3 separate regions of the Pan troglodytes genome follow, and all the other regions are linked to region 2. The links are chromatin contacts, called in public HiChIP or PLAC-seq maps. All regions are on one chromosome and are shown on one strand. The core of a region is the stretch at or near the end of the contact, and the rest is flanking DNA. Distances in the headings are between cores, read along the strand shown. Region 1 holds the start of PCF11 (PCF11 cleavage and polyadenylation factor subunit). Region 2 holds the start of PRCP (prolylcarboxypeptidase). Region 3 holds the start of RAB30 (RAB30, member RAS oncogene family).

The links. HiChIP or PLAC-seq counts read pairs in DNA pulled down with a chosen protein or histone mark.
Region 1: a contact with region 2 is called in an H3K4me3 HiChIP or PLAC-seq map of stem cell-derived excitatory neurons, with 6 times the contacts expected there. The contact joins the promoter of PCF11 here to the promoter of PRCP in region 2. A contact is called at or near these places in 2 of 7 Hi-C or Micro-C datasets (blood and stem cell-derived neural progenitor cells) and 1 of 1 datasets of contacts at active chromatin or transcription factors (stem cell-derived excitatory neurons).
Region 3: a contact with region 2 is called in an H3K4me3 HiChIP or PLAC-seq map of stem cell-derived excitatory neurons, with 2.9 times the contacts expected there. The contact joins the promoter of RAB30 here to the promoter of PRCP in region 2. A contact is called at or near these places in 1 of 7 Hi-C or Micro-C datasets (stem cell-derived neural progenitor cells) and 1 of 1 datasets of contacts at active chromatin or transcription factors (stem cell-derived excitatory neurons).

Annotation. Positions count from the first base shown.
Region 1 is chr9:85,182,858-85,185,557 of NHGRI_mPanTro3-v2.0_pri, forward strand. PCF11 (PCF11 cleavage and polyadenylation factor subunit) reads left to right here and starts at 1,359. Exons shown (of 15, transcript XM_054661583.2): 1 at 1,359-2,376. The coding sequence starts at 2,185. It also overlaps the pseudogene LOC107967299.
Region 2 is chr9:84,929,508-84,932,207 of NHGRI_mPanTro3-v2.0_pri, forward strand. It overlaps PRCP (prolylcarboxypeptidase), which reads right to left and starts at 1,272. Exons shown (of 9, transcript XM_009423827.5): 1 at 1,178-1,272. It overlaps DDIAS (DNA damage induced apoptosis suppressor), which reads left to right. Exons shown (of 6, transcript XM_054661577.2): 1 at 1-149; 2 at 1,040-1,407.
Region 3 is chr9:85,100,041-85,102,740 of NHGRI_mPanTro3-v2.0_pri, forward strand. RAB30 (RAB30, member RAS oncogene family) reads right to left here and starts at 1,429. Exons shown (of 5, transcript XM_001175176.6): 1 at 600-1,429. LOC100610822 (a long non-coding RNA gene) reads left to right here and starts at 968. Exons shown (of 4, transcript XR_672992.5): 1 at 968-1,055; 2 at 1,532-1,713; 3 at 2,211-2,356.

The DNA.
Region 1 (2,700 bases), core at 109-2,608, 250 kb after region 2:
AAATTATTGAGATTATAAATACTTATTCAACAATACTTCTTAGCTTCAAATGAGGGAAGACCAGTTTTCCTCCCCAGGTTTTACTTTTCATTCATGTGTGATATCATGCTAAGAAAAAAATGGAAAATACATGTCAAAACTTAACCTTTGCAGCACACTTTATGCAGTTCAGTATGTTTCAATTAGACAACAATAAAGATGCTAAAAAACTCAAAGAAACAAAAAGAAGAAATGAAAATGTTACTTTATATGGGACAAGTAAAGAGTAGTTTGTTTGTTTGTTTATTTTTTGAGAGAGAGTTTCACTCTGTCGCCCAGGCTGGAGTGCGGTGGTGCGATCTCGGCTCACTGCAACCTCTGCCTCCCGAGTTCAAGTGATCCTGCCTTAGCCTCCCAAGTAGCTGGAATTACAGGCGGCCGCCACCATGCCTGGCTAAGTTTATTTTTTAAGAGCAATTTCTTCTGGGGAGCAACAAATTATCTCTCAAATGCCTAGTAGCCTACGGAAGGCAATGGAAGAGCAATTTTAGGTAATTGACACTTTTTTTTTTTTTGAGACAGACTCTCGCTGTCACCAGCCTGGAGTACAGTGGCGTGATCTCGGCTCACTGCAACCTCCACCTCCCGGGTTCAAGCGGTTCTCCTGCCTCTGCCTCCCGAGTAGCTGGGACTACTATAGGCGCACGCCACCACGCCCAGCTAATTTTTGTATTTTTAGTAGAGACGGGGTTTCACCATGTTGGCCAGGAAGGTCTCGATCTCTTGATCTCGTGATCCGCCCGCCTCGGCCTCCCAAAGTGCTGGGATTACAGGCGTAAGCCACCGCGCCCAGCCCGTAATGGACACATTTTAAAAGCTTATATTTAGGTCAATATCGCTACTCAATGAAAAAATTACGTTTGGTTTGTGTTATGTCGCAGCTCCACGGTGAACTATTTGAAAGCTTTGTGTGTTTTACGAGCATCATTTCCAACCTGGGAAGACAGCCCCACAAGTTTAAAACAAAAGTGCATGCGCGTGTGTGTTTTCCTACGTGCCCCAAATAGTGTATGCTAAGGAGGTTCTGAAATGCAGATTCACAGTGGAGATATTACGGTCCAGCTGGGTGTGGCTGTTGTGAAAAACTCTTCCTAGAGCTCATAGTGGGCTCCTTAAAGAGCTCCTCCAAACCCCCAAGGAAAAAGCCTTTCACACTTAACCTCTAAATAAAAGGCATTTTCCTGGGGATTCAAGTCAGGCAAGCTCGCCTAGGTATTTTTGTGGGTGTGGGAAGCGGCGTGCTGGAAGAAACTCTCCAGCAGTGCTTTCCGAAGTTCCGGGTAAATTCGGCACCTCCCTCCCACTTCCCAGTTCCCAGAGGGGCAGCTGGACCCGCCCTGGCTCTCCAGAGCACCTGAGACGCTAAGGGAGAGGGGGTGCGGCGGCAGAAAGCCTCCGCTCCCTCCAACCCCCACCGTCGGTAGCCGCTACGGGGCAGGCGGGAGGAAAGATGATTGACAGGCCCGCTCAGTGGCTGGGAAGCTAGAGGGAGGGACGAAGAGGGGACGGCTGAGTCTTCTTCTTAAAGTGGTTGGGTTGGGCCGCGGGAACTGCCTTCCCAGGCCTATTGGCTTCCCTGAATGGGTTGTTATGGTAACAAATGACCGAACAGTCCCTTATGAATCGGCCAATGAGAAGGGCCGTCTTTTCCAGTGCGCCTCCGAACAGTAGATGTTGCGAAAGTCCGGGTAGAGGCCGGAGAAGAAGGCGGTGCCAGGACGTCCTGCGGAAGGGCCGGGGGCGGGGCTCGTGACGTTGCCGGGCCAGCCAATCACGCCTGGTTTTATCAGCGGCCCCGCCCTTTTACCGCACATTTCCCCTCCCCTAGTTCATTTCGCACGACGCAGCGGTTGGGAACACAGACATTTTCGGAGCTGGAGCCGCCACTGCCGCCGCCATTTTGTGTCTGCGGAGAAAGAAGCTTCTGTGGCGGCTGGAAGTGGACGGAGATCACCCGCGAGACGGCGGCGTTTCATACCCGAGGTTCCCCCTGTGTCGTCCCCCATCCCCCCTCCGCGGTCAGCATGTGGTGAAGCCGGAGCCGCGAGAGAGCCGGGGAGAGGAAGAGGAGTCGGAAGGGAGGCGGGGTATCCAGAGCGGCTTCAGCTTCAGCTGCAGCGGACCTCGGAGGGGGGCCGCGGCGCAATGTCAGAGCAGACGCCGGCCGAGGCCGGTGCTGCGGGGGCCCGGGAGGACGCCTGTCGGGATTATCAGTCATCGCTCGAAGACCTGACCTTCAATAGCAAGCCGCACATCAATATGCTGACCATTCTAGCCGAGGAGAACCTGCCCTTCGCCAAGGAGATCGTCTCTCTCATCGAGGCCCAAACCGCCAAGGTTTTTATACACCCCGCAGCCTCCTATTACTTCTAATACTCCCTGATTTTAGTGTCAGCCTCATCCCAGGTCTCGCTTCCATCCCAAGGGGGACAGTGTTCCTTCTCTCCAACCCCCCCACCCCCCTCCAACTCAGGCTCGGTCTTTGGCCCAGGCTTCGAGCATGGGCCTCTGGGGGGGAGGGAGTGGGAAGGATAAAGGGTGGAGTCCCACTTCCGCTTTCCAACTCCCTTTTTAGGCCACCGCATTGTATATCCCGACACACACACGCTTTGAATAGAGCCCTTTGGGGTGGGGGAGACTTAAAGGCAGTTTGTGGTTTGG
Region 2 (2,700 bases), core at 22-2,521:
ACTGCAGTGCGGGTGGGAGGGCGAAAAGGAGGCCAGCAGAAGCGCACAGGCTAAGCCCTGCCCAGCCTGCAGCTCCGCCCGCCGCAAAACAGCTCCTCCCAGGGGAAACCCAAAGCCAGCCAGCTCCTCAGAGACGCCGCCCAAGCCAGGTCACCACAGCCACTCCGCCCCCATCCCCGAGGACACCGCCTCCACTCCACTTTCCTCTCGTGCCATCTGCTCCTTAGCACTCACCTTCATTGCAGTCACACCCCAAGTCTGCCCTTATCATGCTAGGGCCTTTTCCTACCTCATCGCTGTAGCCCATGCTTTATCTATAGCGCCCCCGAAGCCCACCTGTCCTTCAGGTCACCCAATATCCCTACCATTATTATCACCACCAAACCCTGCCCTGGCCGCCCCAATTCCATTGCGACACCTCCTGCCTTCCGCAAATCCTACATAATGGCAATAACAGCTACCATGACAATTTATTGAAGGTTCACTACAGGCCAGTGTATCACGAGGCAGGAAGGCACACGCATCATCTCCTCTAACTAAATCGTCACAGCAATCTTGTGCGTCGTATATGATTGTTATTCCCATCTACAGATGTGGAAACTGAGGCTCAGAGAGGTGCGGGAACTTGCACTAGATCACTCAGCAGTGAGCGGAGCACGTCGTCGCAGACCGCTGGGTCCAGGTCCAAAGACTGTGCTCCTTGCACCCACCTCCATCATGGAGCCTAACCACTCCCTATGATACTCCGTTCTTGGGTCACCCCAAAACTGTGTTGCTCGCACAACCCATCCATTACACAGGTCGCCCCGGGTCCACATCGCCCCTAAATCCCGCCAGGTCCCGGTCCCTTCTTTCAAATAACGCCCCCTTTCTTCTCCGGCACCCGAAAACCCACTCCGCGCTCCACCCCCCTCCTGCCTCCTGCCACCGCCCCCTTCCTCCCTCCGCCCGTGGGTAGTGCTAGCCCCTAGGACAGCGCCGGGTCTGGCTTCCAAAGCTCCCTCAACCCTCTTCACCCAGCTTCCATTCCCTCTTTCAGTCACCCCGCCAGACCCCAGGGCGCTGCGGCTCACTCCACACTTCCCCGGGATCCCTACGCCCAGGAGGCTCAGCGAAGCTCCAAATCCAATTTTACGGACTGTACTACTGATCCACCTGTCGGGGAGAAAGACTCTACCCGCAGTTTGACGAAAATGGTCGTTCCCAGATGCTTGTAGGATTTCCTCGCTAAGCTCCACCCTCTGCGGCGCCTTCTTCTGATTGCCTCTGAGTAATCAGAGCCAAAGCGTTACTTCCGGCGGAAAAGGACGCGGGAGATTCGATTGGAAGGCTGCCGGCGTGCTACTGAGTTCGGCCGGTCCGAGTCACTGTGCGTCGCCTGGGCCCGTTCCTGGTCTTCTCCCCCAGGTGAGCTGGGTAAAGGGGTTCTCGGGAAGCCCAAGAGCCGGAGACTCCTAAGGAGGCTCTTAACTTCATTATGAATGAGACCCACCCAGAGCCCGGCGCTTGTTTTTTCACAAGTGGTTCTCTGTAAACGGGCAGCCATGAGGGTAACAGAATATAAACGTCAGTTATTTTATTTTAGACTCAGTGCTTTTGCAATCACCTAACGAACGTTTATTGAACACTTACAGTGCCATCGAGCTAGACTCGGAGTGAGCTTTTAGAATCGGAAATAGGAAAAGGCGCGACTCTTGTTTCTGTAATGTGCAAATACGTATTCAGCGGGCCACTGTGCAGAGTAGTACGTGCTGAAAGGGGATCTTCCAAAATGCTGTGATGGCTTAGAAGGAACATACTTTAACTGAGCCATGTGCTTAAACCAGAGCTTGAAAGTTTTCTTCCTTTTCACATCCTGCCAGTCCCTACCAGCCTCTTGAATATCTCATCTGTTCACTTCTCTCCGTTTTTTACTGACGTTATTTTGGTTCGACCCTATGACTGCTACATAGCTGTGATAGTAACCCCCCCTCCCCCCCCCGCCCCAGCTGGTTCTCCTGCTTTCAATCTTGCTACCTTCCAGTCCAGTCTCCGCATTGCTGGGCTGATAAAGTTCATATTTGACCGAGGCACTCCCCATTGAAAACCTTTCAGTCGCTCCTATTTGCCCTCAGGTTTAAGCCCAAAGTCTTTAACATGACTTGCAGACTCTTTCCTATCTGACTTTTGCCTGGCTCTTCAGCCCTAGTGGTTTTCCACCGCTCCAGCCATATAGAATGTCTTTTGTGTTCCTGAAGTGCACTATCCTTCTCACCCCAAACCGTCTTCTGACCCTGTCCCTGACCTGGCTAATTCTTAGTCAGTTTGCAAAGCCTTTTAAATCAGAAACCCTTTCCTGACCCCACAGGACTGGATCACAGAGCACCAAGTAATTATTTGTTTATTCTGCAGATAGTTAAATGCTTCTTTCGTCTGTGCCAAGAACTGCTAGGTACTGAGATCCAATGATGAACAAGGTAGATTCCTGTTCTAATGGAACTTACCTTTTATGGATGGAATTAAGGAGAATTTACAAGGAAACTATGTGAATTAGACTGGTCTAAGAAGACCTTTCCAAGGAGTTGATACTGATGCCTAAAAGATGAGCGTGATCCAACCATGCAAAAGAGGGAAAGAAAAACATTCTAAACAGAGTGAACAGGTTGTGCAAACGTCCTGAGGCAGGAAAGAGCTTGACATGTTAATGTTCAAGAATCTAAG
Region 3 (2,700 bases), core at 179-2,678, 170 kb after region 2:
TTTCTGACTGGCACGGAGTGCACCATTAAAGGACACTGTCACCTCAAATCAGCAGAAAAGGCGAGACAAACCACATAGACATACACACATAAAATAAAGCCCTACAAAACTTAAGCACGTTCATCTTAAAAATTAATAACTAGTGCTCGTCCAAGCGACATTCAAATGTTCTAAAGTAGTGCGACCACATTAAATCACTGTCTCCATTTCTCCCCACGCATCACCCCTTCCCACTCAAACCTCAGCTCTAGGGCCGTGTGTGACAGGACTGCAGTCCCCCACCTCTGCCTTCCTCAGATTTTCCAAGAGCACTCCCCAACATCCTTCCCAGCCCAGCCCCCTCTCTCCGCCTCAAAAAGGTTGAGAGGAGTTGCGACTAGGGAATTGGCAGGCACCCGTCCTCTGGCGGGGGAAGGTTGCTGGAGTTGTTCTTTGCAGTGACCCAAATGGCACAGAGCTTTTCCCCTCAGCAGTGCCTGCAAGCCTCTCCCCAATCCCCCCGACCTCCCCACCGCTCACAGCTTCCCAAAAGAAAGCCTTGAGAACTAAGCGGGAGGAATAACTTGGTAGAAGCATTTGAATAAATCACTTCAACTCACCTGGTTTGGGATTTTTCTCCCCACCCCAGGCATAAACAGAAATGGATGTGCGAATGAGTCACGCACGCAAGGGAAGGTCTGCGATGTCCTGAGTCCAAGGGCTGGAGTCAGTCCCTGCCCTGGTGCTGCGGCTACACTTAGCTCAGCTGGAGCGAGCGGCAATCGCAAGCCCAGCAGCAGCAGGGGGTGGAGAGACCGTAGCACAATGAATGCAGTGGGGCTTTTGCAATGACATCATCCCTCTGTCCAAACGTCCCCAATAGCCATGCTCGGGAGCGGTGCTTTCTGGGAACTGTGGTCTTCTTACGTCCTGGAGGGATACCTAGGCAATCCCCGAAACTACAATGCCCAAAATGCTCCAAGTGGGAAGCGCCCAGAGTGAAGGAGCAAAGGGGACTCGGCCGCCATGTTAGGAGTACTGGGACGATTCCGCGGAGCCGGGCAGAGGTTTTAGGGGTGCGCGGGAGTCAAGTGGTGGTTCAGTGGGGACGGTGAGGTGGAGGACGACCTGGTCGGATAGCCGCGGGCACGAACCTGGGAACCAGAGGGTGGAGGCCATGCTGGGGACTGATGTAGGGCGGGACCGACTGGAAGCGGCATCCAGAGGCCCAGTGAGCCTCGGTCTCAGCTCCTGAAGGGGTTGCATGGGGCCCTACGCTTCCTTCTCCATTTTTTAGCTAAGAGATTGAGAGAGTCGGTTTACTTTTGGGCTTGGAGTATCATTTAGATCTGTTAACAGTACAGTTGAGAGAGTTGGTGTCTTTTGTTGAGGTGCGAGGACCCGAGGCGGCGACCCTCGCCTTTATTCGGAGAAGCCCACTTCCACCCACAGAGTTGGGGTAGTCCTCCGAAATGCATTTTTGTTTTGCCGTTTGTTTTCCAACCCCCTTTCACTCTCCCCAAAGCTTCAGATTCACTGATTTTTCATACAGGAATGATTAACAAAGGCGTCCGAAGAAATCGTTGTTGGAAGGTGGCCAAAGTGGAAAGAGAGGTTGCTTTGGCCCTGCAAGTAAGAAGAGAGAAGGAATAGCCTGAAGGAGTAACACTAAATTTAAAATGACACTTTTTTACCAACCAGCGAAAGCAGATGTTCAAAGGGGATATTGGCCAGGTGCGGTCGCTCACGCCTTTAATCCCAGCACTTTGGGGGCAGACGCGGGGAGATAGCGTGATACTAGGAGTCCAACCCCGGCCTGGGCAACATGCGGAGACCCCGTACCGTCTCTACAAAAACATTAAACAAAAAAATTAGCTGGGCATGGTGGTGTACCCCTGTAGTTGCAGCTACACTAGAGGCTGAGGTGGGAGGATCTCTGAGCCCGGGATGTTGAGGCTGCAGTGAGCCTCGATCCTACCACTGTGCTCCAGCCTGGGCGACAGCAAGCCCGTGTCTCAGAAAAGGCGGGAGGGGTGGGATATTATTGATGATAGGCCTTCTGACGTCTGGCAATAGATTACAGAGTAACATCGGTCATGGATAAATTTTTTTTTTAACTAAGTGACTGAAACCAAAGTTAATTGTCTTTTGAGTGATTTTGCACAGTATCTCAAAATGAACTGTACTTTTTTTCTTGTGTCACTGAAACAGTGCTGTGTGTTCTTTTTCAGAGTCTGTCACACTAAGATGAGAAATATCCTTTCTTCCTGAAGGTGTCTGACGTGTAAAAATACTGATATACTTTGTGCTGTTTCCTCCCTTCCCTTTTGCACATTATTCTGAAACAACATTAACTAGTTACTTTGCGTCATTGAAGGTATGCACTTCCCCTCTATGTTAGGAGTGAATAAAATTAAAAATAGATCCTTATAGCAAAGAAAGGCAGATAGAATGATTAAAAATGACCAAAACATGTTAGAAACAGTCTCTCAGGTGTATGCAGATGGTAATTACAAAAATACTTTTTCGAAAAATGATCTTCTGTGTCATGTTTCTGGGAACAAGTCAAGATGAATGAGTTTGATTTTTAAGCAGAAGTAGTATGTGTTGGTGTCATCCATGAATACACCAGTGAAAAAGCCTCAAAGTTGTTGTTATTCAGAAACTTCTCTAAGTAATGGTGGTAAGTACAGGAAAAGGAACAATGTCTACCATTTTCTT